Regions from separate parts of the Anas platyrhynchos genome. Here region 2 is linked to region 1. A link is a contact called in public Hi-C data. All regions are on one chromosome and are shown on one strand. Each heading gives the region's core, a stretch centred on a gene start, on an enhancer-like site or on the middle of the called end of the contact. The rest is flanking DNA. Distances are from core to core; before and after follow the strand shown.

Region 1 (4,198 bases), core at 865-3,364:
AGCGTCAAACCCATTCCCCCCTCCGCTCCCCGGTGCCACCACCCTTTAGTCCCCCGGTGCTTTTTCTATCACCTTTTGTTAGCATTCCAGATCCGGAAACTTCGTTTACCCGGGGCTTTAAAGAGAAATAAATCCAAGCAGGCCGCGGTGCCCGCGCTATGCCTATTTAGCGCCGCGATCCGCCGCTGATTAGGAACTGTTGTGATTTTCAGGCTGCTGCCGTCCTCAATACCTTCTGAGCCACTCTCCCTGGCTGGGAAAAACCTGCCCACCCTTCCCGAGCAAGGGGCAAGGAGCAAGAGAGCATAGCACTTGCGCTTGGCTTTATTTACTTTTGCTATTATTGTTGTTATTATTTTCGGAATTTGGAGAGAGCGAGGTTTTAAATCGCTGAAATAATTGCCTGGGAGAAAGGTTTCTTAATCTGTTCATACATTATTGACTCGGGCTCCAATATTTGGCTCGCTGCTTTTTATCGCAAGAAGATCACGTACGAGAGTCTTTTGCATAACAATTTTTAAGGAGGACACATCCTTATATCAAAAGTGGACGTGACTTGAATTTTGCCGGCGTTTGTCCCTAAAATGACCCAATTCCGGTTACTGCCACTGGGCAGCAGTAACATTGCATCATTTCTCCAGGCGATAGACTTATTTTGCTTTACTCTCTGCCCCTTTCCCTGCCCACCCCCCCCAAGTCAAGGCATACTTTTAAAGCTGATTATTTTGTCTTGCCGCGCTCTAGCCCTACGCACGCTGTTTTCTCTCCCTGGGAACGGATGAGCGGAGAGGAGCGGGAGCGGCTCGGAGGAGCAACATGGCTAATTAACGCCCAAAGTTCCCGTGCAAGGCACAAATAGTGCCTTCAACGAAATTTCGCCGCACAGAGCCGGCAGCTCCGGTGCCCGCTCCTCCGGCCCCCTCCCCGAGCAGCGTTTCCCCCGACGAGGATCAAAAGAGCCCCCCTTTCCCCTGCTTTCTCAAATCGAAATCGTGCTGCCTCCCAGCCCCACCGGTCAAGTTAATTCCAGAACAAAGGAGGACAAAAACACAAAGGATTTCTCTTCCCCCCCCTCCCTCTCTCCCCGTCTCAAACTTCCCCGGTGCCTGCACCCTGGCCCGGCCCAAGCCGGGGCCGCCCCCCCGGGGCAGCGCCTCCCGGGCCCGGCAAGACGGGGGGGTGACAGAGGGGACGGCAGCATTGGGGACACGGGGCTGAGCGCTCCTCCCAAGCTCTGGTGGGGAGAAAGCCCCGGGCTGCCTACAGGCTGCGAAGGGAGAAATTATTACACCCGTGGCCCCCGGCACCGGTGCTGCTGTATGGACCCGGGGGGTAAAAAAAATAAATTAATTAAAATTAAAGACCGGGTCATCTCCCACCCCTGGGGCAGTGTGGGCAGGGGTCGCTGCTGGAGTCCGAGCCAGCCTTGGGGGCTGCACCTGAGGGTCGGGGAGAGGACCCTGGGGAGCATCCTTCCACGCCGCGCTGGGCAAACTTCCCACGGGAGGCGTCCCCCTGCCCCCAGGGGGGTCCTGCGGGAGAACCCCCACGGGTGGGGACCGGCGGCTCCGGCCCGAGTGGGAAGCCGGGGGTCGTGCGCCCCCCGAGCTGACGGCTACACCTATTTGCACACGCGTGTGCACACGCAAGGAAAACCTTCCCCTGCGCTCTCGCTGCACCCACGCTGGGACACGCGACTCGCACACGCGTGGGGAGCCCAGAAACACCGCACGCGTGGGGCTGCGCGGAGAGAGGCGCCCCACGGACCTCCCCCCAGCCCTGCAGGGCGCACCACAGGGGTCGGACCCGCGTGTGCCCCTTTGTGGGAAAAGCGCTGGGGGCTGTTCCCCCTCCCCCGGCCACGGAGCCCCGCGGAGCGGCCCCGGCCCCGGTCCCGGCCCCGGGTGCGCAGTGGCGAGGGCGGGGGCCGGCACCCTCCGGGGCCGGGCGGTGCAAGGCGTGAGCCCTCGCCAAAGTGTCCCCAGCTCGCCCTTCGGCTGCCGGCTCGCCGAACAGACCCAGAAGCAGAGCGAGGCGTAGGTAGCAGGGAGAGCCGGAGGAAATTGAAACCAGATTTCGCAATGTAAATGGGTGCGAGCCAGTCCCGCACCGCGGGCAGGGTGCAGCGGGGCGCACGCCGGGAGCAGCCTGCCGGAGCCGGGCTGGGCGCAGCGGGAAGCCCCGAGCAAACTTTCAGCCCCCGTTCGTAGCCTATTTAGCGAGGGGACGGGAGGATCTGACCCGAAGTGGGGTGAGGCAGCCCTCGGAAACATCCCCCGTAACTTAAACCAGATTGTCAGGGAGGCAGCTGGGGCTGCAGGGAGCCGCTCGGACCGCTCGCCCGTCGGGAGGATGTCGCTGCCCTTCTCCGGTGCGTTCCTGCCCCGGGCAGCTCCAGAGGAACGGCCCCGGGAGCCGGCACTTTTTAAGGCAGCCGATCCAGGTGACTTGTGCTGCTCGCAGCGAGGTAGGGGGGGCTGCAGAGGTGGGTGGGAGGCGGGGGGGCTTGGGAAGCAGATGGGAAGGGGCTTTGCAGCCAGGCCACTGGGAAGCAGCGAGCTCTTCTCCCTCCTTTCTTCTTCCCTTTCTTTCCTTCTCTCTGTTTTTCTTTTTTCTTTTCTTTTCTTTTCTTTTCTTTTCTTTTCTTTTCTTTTCTTTTCTTTTCTTTTCTTTTCTTTTCTTTTCTTTTCTTTTCTTTTCTTTTCTTTTCTTTTCTTTTCTTTCTTCCTCTCTCTCTTCCCTCTCTCTTCCCTCTCTCTTCTCTCTCCTTTTTTTCCTCTTTTCTCTTTCCTCTTCTCCCTTTCTTTTATTTTTCCCTCTCTAGTCTTGTCTACTCTTTTCTTTTTTTTCCTTCTCTATTTTTCTCTCTCTTTTTTTTCCCTCTTAGTTTTTCTTTTAACTTCTTTACTTTTCTTTCTCTTTTTATTTTTTTTTCTTTGGTTATCCTTTATTCCTGTCTTTTCTGGTTCTCTGTCTTTTTCTTCTTCCTCTTCTTCCTCTTTTTTTTCCCCTTTTTCTTCTTTCCCCTTTCCGTTTTTCCTTTTCTATTTTCCTTCTTTTTCTTTTTCTTTTTCTTTTTCTTTTTCTTTTTCTTTTTCTTTTTCTTTTTCTTTTTCTTTTTCTTGTTTCTTTTTTTTTCCTTTTCTTTTCCTTTTTCTTTTCCTTTTTCATTTATTTTTTCTTCTTTTTCCTCTTCCTTTTATTTTTCTTTTTCCTTTTTTTTTTTTCCTTTTCTTTCTCCTTTTCCTTTTCCTTTCTTTCTTGTTTCTTTTCTTTCTTTTTTTTTTTTCTTTTTATTTTCTATTTTTCGTAAAGAAACAAACCAATAACACCGCTAACAACAAGAAGGACAGTTTTCCCTCCCCTCCACAGAAACTTCACCGGACTATTTTAATCTCCGACCCCTCTGAGGAAGGAGGGAAAAGACAATGAAAAAGGAAAAGAAAATAAAAGAAACCCAAATTTTCCCCTGAAGTTCCCGAGTCCCGAAAGCCGGGCGGCATTGCTGGGGTGGGGTGGTCCCGGCGGTGTCTGTCTCGCAGCCGCCCGCGGGGACGCGCGGACCCAACCCCGGCTGCGCCCCGGAGCTTCCCGGGCCGGGCTGCGGGGCTCCGGCCGTCACCGCCGGGCTTTCCCCGGCCCTCCTCCAAAATCAAAACCTCCCCTTTCTCCTTCCCCGCTCCGGTGCAGAGAGAGATTTTGAAGCCCGGAGATATAAACCTGTGCCCCGCAAAAAAAGTTGCGAGCGGGGCTGCTTCCACTACCTATTTACCAACGAATTACACTGCTATTATTGCTTTCAATGAAGACTGAATCCCCAAGCGATAATTGAATTAGTCTATTGAAGAGACTGTCAGGTACAATGACGTGGTATATCCCGCGCATTTCCCAGGGTCTATAGGCTTTGGGGACCCGGAATGTATAGTCTGACCTTACAGCTCATAATAATAATGCTGCACTTGTAGCAGAAATCTATTCGCATTCACTTTTAACAAAACCTCTGGTCAGCCGGTCCCTGTAGGAAGGATGAAATCTATTGTATTAGAACAACTCATTTATGTCCTTCAGCAAAGGCCCCAATGAGATCTGATCTAGACCTAGAAATAGGATTACCACAGCGTATATTAACCACGTTTCTATACTTCCTCCTTTCTATAAGGGCGTCGAGGAAGAAAAAAAAATGCAAAGGATTTTTGAT
Region 2 (4,198 bases), core at 1,029-3,528, 400 kb after region 1:
CTTGAAAAGCAACCAGTAACTCCAGTATCTCTCACTGTGTGCAATGGAAACATGGCCAATTTTTTAGGCAGAGAGGACCAGCCCAGATGGATCATCAACGCATATCATTCAGCGTGTCAAGTAGTTCCTTCCAGTCCAATTATCACCTGATGCTGGCATTTGGGCTGTATTTAACAAACAGAAGTATCCTCAGGGCTAATTGGGTGCATTCAGAAAAATAAATAAATACATAAATAAATAACCAGGGCTGTATGCAAAGACTGTGACTTCATACAATAGAGTTGTATTATGGAAAACATGTGAAGAGTAAAAAAGTATTTTATCACTGCTGGGTGCAATTGGAGATAGGAAGTCTGTAAAAGCAAATGACAATTCTTTGGCTTGATTCAGTACAAAGCAACAGAAATCTTTACTTTGACCTCAGCAGGCTTTGCATGAGACTGTCAGTAAAACTGCTGTGCAAGCTAAAGAGATTCTTGAAGATTAACCTAAATATTGTGTTTAGATAGTTAATCTGATGGCCTTGAAAGTTAAATGATGATATTACATTTACTAGAAATAGCTTAGTTTTCTTCTGCAGTGTCAGGGATATGCTCTTGTCAGAAGCAGGTTACTACTCTAGTATTAACTCTTTCCCCATGGCAACACCTCCAACTCCTTGCTTTTCTGATTTTTTTTTTTTTAATTACTATAAAGCTTGATAATCAATACAGCTGCAGAAAAAGCAAAATACAGTCTATCTCCCCTTATGCCTTAGCAATAAAATTGCAGTTCCATCCCGATCCCAGAATATCAGCTGCTATCAGAGCTAAGTTATGAACTACAAGGCATAAAAAAAGGTAGCTCGATTTTCAGATACTCTGTTAAGTGCAGAGCTGGCAGTTAGAAAAGTAATATTTTGCCTTATAAATTTGGTGAATTTGATAGGGAATTCAGTGCAAAAGCATCAGAACAGAACACCAGCACACCAGTTTCCAAGTGCAACAATAACCTTTGGGGCGACCAGACTTGCATGAGAGTTCTCCAGTGCTGGGTTGCCTGCTAGCACCAGCGAGTATTCTGGTGGACAGACTCAGGTCCCCATCCTTTCTTAAACAGCTCTGGATGAGGCATGGAACAGAATAGTCATCTTCCACCTCTTAAATGAAAGTTAATTGAAAAATTTTATAAAGAATGTGGTCTAGAGCTGAACATGGTCAAAGGCTACAGAGATTCTTTCTTTGTTATTTCTCCATAAAGTGTTTGAAATAATAGTTCTGACTCCAACCCTTTCACAACTCATTTCTTCTTCTTTTTGGTTTCTCCTACGTGAACAGCCAGGCTTCGGCACAGCCACCCAGCATATATGCAGGCAGCCCTTCCCTCTTCCAGAAGCTCTTCAGAACTGTCCTAATGTTGGAAATTTTGCCTCTGCTGGCAAATCCATGGCTTATCACTGGCATTTCTGACATTGCACAGCATGGACAGTCCATTTGCCATTTTATTTTGCAACCCCATTTCACTTCTTACTAAAAGCAGACTTGTTTTTTCTCTCTCTTACAGCTCAGCACAGACCTGTTTTCTGTGAGCATCTCAACACCTTGACCCTCACTAAGAACAGCTGCAACTTTTCTCCTGCTTGTGCTGACTTCTCCACCTCTCGCTGCTCTACAGCATGCTGCCTCACATCATATACAGCTCCAGAAATAGAGGCAGGTGAGTCTTGATGTGACATTCTGATACAGCATATGCAGCTCATTTCAGCCTACTTTCTAAATCAAAAAAAAAAAAAATACAGATTATTTTCTGCTATACAAATAGAGACTTTGTATAGACAGCTATGGAAGAGAATGACAAAAAAGAAAATGCATTGCCAGATTTCTCTTTAAATCTGCAGTAGAAAGGGAGGTGGGAGAGAACCTAGGCAGAAGAGATGAAGACAGAAGTGTCCTTAAGCTCCGTAGAACAATATAACAAATTTAAAATTTTAACAAATTTTACAAAAATTTTAACAAATGAAGAAATTAAGCTGGTCACTTCTGCCCCATGCTGACTGTGCTGAACTGCTGGCTTGCAGCAAGGCTCAGTGCTGCCTGCTCAGCTTCCCACCAGGCCCAGGCTTCCCACAGTGAAAGGAAAAAATTCCTGCTGGATCCATCTGCAGGAATGTGTGGCTTCTTAGGATGGGATTCTACTTTGTAAAAGGTCTGAAAAACAGCAGCACCATGTCTCTGCAGTTACAGTAGTACTAGCCAGGGGTATGGTGCAAAAGGAGCATGACTAAGCTCTGCGAGCAGTTCCAAGAGACAGAAAGCCGGAAGAGGTGATTATATTCCCTACACAGAGGCTGATTTAGGAGATAAGCGCTAGTTGCACATCTATTTCTTATACTAAGCAAAAGTAGCACGGATCCCAAGTAAGAGGGCAGCAGTAATGGGAAGCAGAGCTTGCTGGAGGCAGCTTTTTATGCTTGCTTTGTGAATGAGCCATGTTTTGAATTGCCATTTGGACCAGACTAGACTGGACAGCCTCCAACATAGCCCAACTGTTACTGTGTCTGTAGGAATGTTTTTCCGAGTTGCAAAGTCACGGAAGTTTCAAGGCATTCCCTTTCCATCTGTTTCTAGGAGTAGTCACTGATAAGAGGGCATGCTTTGGGGATGCACGGTATAACTCCAAACATATTACCTCCAGCTTTTCAAACTCACAAAAAAATGAACTGCTGGAGACAGCAGAGAAATTGCTAGGAGAATTCTACAACAAAAAGACCTCATTAGTTCTGAAGTACAAAAAATAAAAATAAATTTTTTAAAAAATCTAACACATTCACTGGAGTCAATCAAACTGCTGCTTATGAGTTGACTGGTAAGAAAAATGCTAAAAATCTTAGAGGTAAATCTTTGTCCTAAGTGGCCCTGCTTAAAAGATGTGAGGCTGTGTAATAAGGCATTGCCAGTTCTCCCTATTTTTGTTATGGGCTCTGCAATATTCAGTGTTTGTCTAAAGCCCAGCTCCTGGAATCAAGAGATTAAGTGAAAAGTCTCTGTTTTAATTTAAAAACAAACAAGAAAGGTTTTCTTCATTTTGTCATTGATGGAAAAAGAAAAGAGAAGAGAAGAATAGAAAAGAGAGAAGAGGAGAGGGGAGAGGAGGGAAGCAGAGGAGAGGAGAGGAAAGGAAGCTCTCCAAGGGCTCAAAAGCCAAAAAGCAGATAGAAAAGCCTTCATATTGATATATAATTTAGATATATTAAATCACCTGATTAAAGTCAATTACGTTATTTATGAGATTGAATTTAAGTCAATTACATTATTTATGGAGATTGAATTTTTAATGTTCATTGTTTAGTAACACTGACTATGCCATATCCATGAGGCATCAGGTTTCTTTATTAAATAACCCATCCTTTAATCAGCAGCAAAAAAGCTTCAGAGAGATCCACCCTCAAGCCAGCTGATTCCTTTCTGTTATCACTGGTGAAGGAAAAATAGCAGGTAGCACCGATAGCAGCTGCTACCTGTGTGCCTGTGACTAGGCAGGAGAGAATATGAAGCATGCATCCACAGCTGTTTCCAAATCGACATGCCACATGACTGCCATTAGATGCACAGCATGATGGCAATGCTGCCCTGTGGCATGTAGAAAAGGAAATAATGAAATCATGCCTCATGTGGGAGCTTGCAGAGCTGTTGAAGAGGGATCTTCCCCTTCTGGCATGTGACCGCTGGTGTGACTGAATCACAAATGTCTGAGCTAAAAGGAAGAGCTTCTGCTGAAGCTGACCCTCAGTTGCAAGCAGTGCGTGCCTCTCTGGCTGCAGTATGCACGTGGTCTTGCCATTAAGTGGGACTGTGAATGAGCGTAGGCTGCTTACTCTCTCTGCATGAGACAGCTTCTTCCAGGCTTCAGAGACAGCTGAATGTAAGAACTTTCACTGTCTATGGAACCCTACTAGGTGGGTTTTTAACAACTGAGCTAGAACCTGGGTCTTCTGGGCTCAGCACTCTCTTGCTTTTTATATTTGAATTTTGTCCTCTATGAATTCGCAGCTAAGGCTTTTGGAGCTGTAATGTTTTTCTTCCCAGCCTTTTGGAAACTGATGGACCTGATCTCTAACTTATTTTTTAATAAAATGATTTTTCCCCAACTCATCAACTGCTTCAACCTTCTTCAGTATTCCTCCCTGCACAAAACAGTAGGTTTACCAATTGGGTGTCTC

What was found. A called contact is a pair of places that touch in the nucleus more often than the background predicts.
Region 2: a Hi-C map of subcutaneous adipose tissue shows a contact between it and region 1, with 3 times the contacts expected there. The contact joins two enhancer-like sites. A contact is called at or near these places in 2 of 8 Hi-C or Micro-C datasets (F1 follicle and subcutaneous adipose tissue).

Annotation. Positions count from the first base shown.
Region 1 is chr7:8,537,062-8,541,259 of IASCAAS_PekinDuck_T2T, forward strand. No RefSeq gene overlaps it. Among named protein-coding and RNA genes, the nearest start is that of EN1, 5.1 kb to the right of the region's middle. Within about 2 kb of position 2,115, at least 1 of the 8 cell types and tissues checked has an H3K27ac peak or open chromatin away from gene starts, as enhancers often do. A contact at or near this core is called in subcutaneous adipose tissue, where this site is marked.
Region 2 is chr7:8,941,728-8,945,925 of IASCAAS_PekinDuck_T2T, forward strand. No RefSeq gene overlaps it. Among named protein-coding and RNA genes, the nearest start is that of CCDC93, 9.4 kb to the right of the region's middle. Within about 2 kb of position 2,279, at least 2 of the 8 cell types and tissues checked have an H3K27ac peak or open chromatin away from gene starts, as enhancers often do. A contact at or near this core is called in subcutaneous adipose tissue, where this site is marked.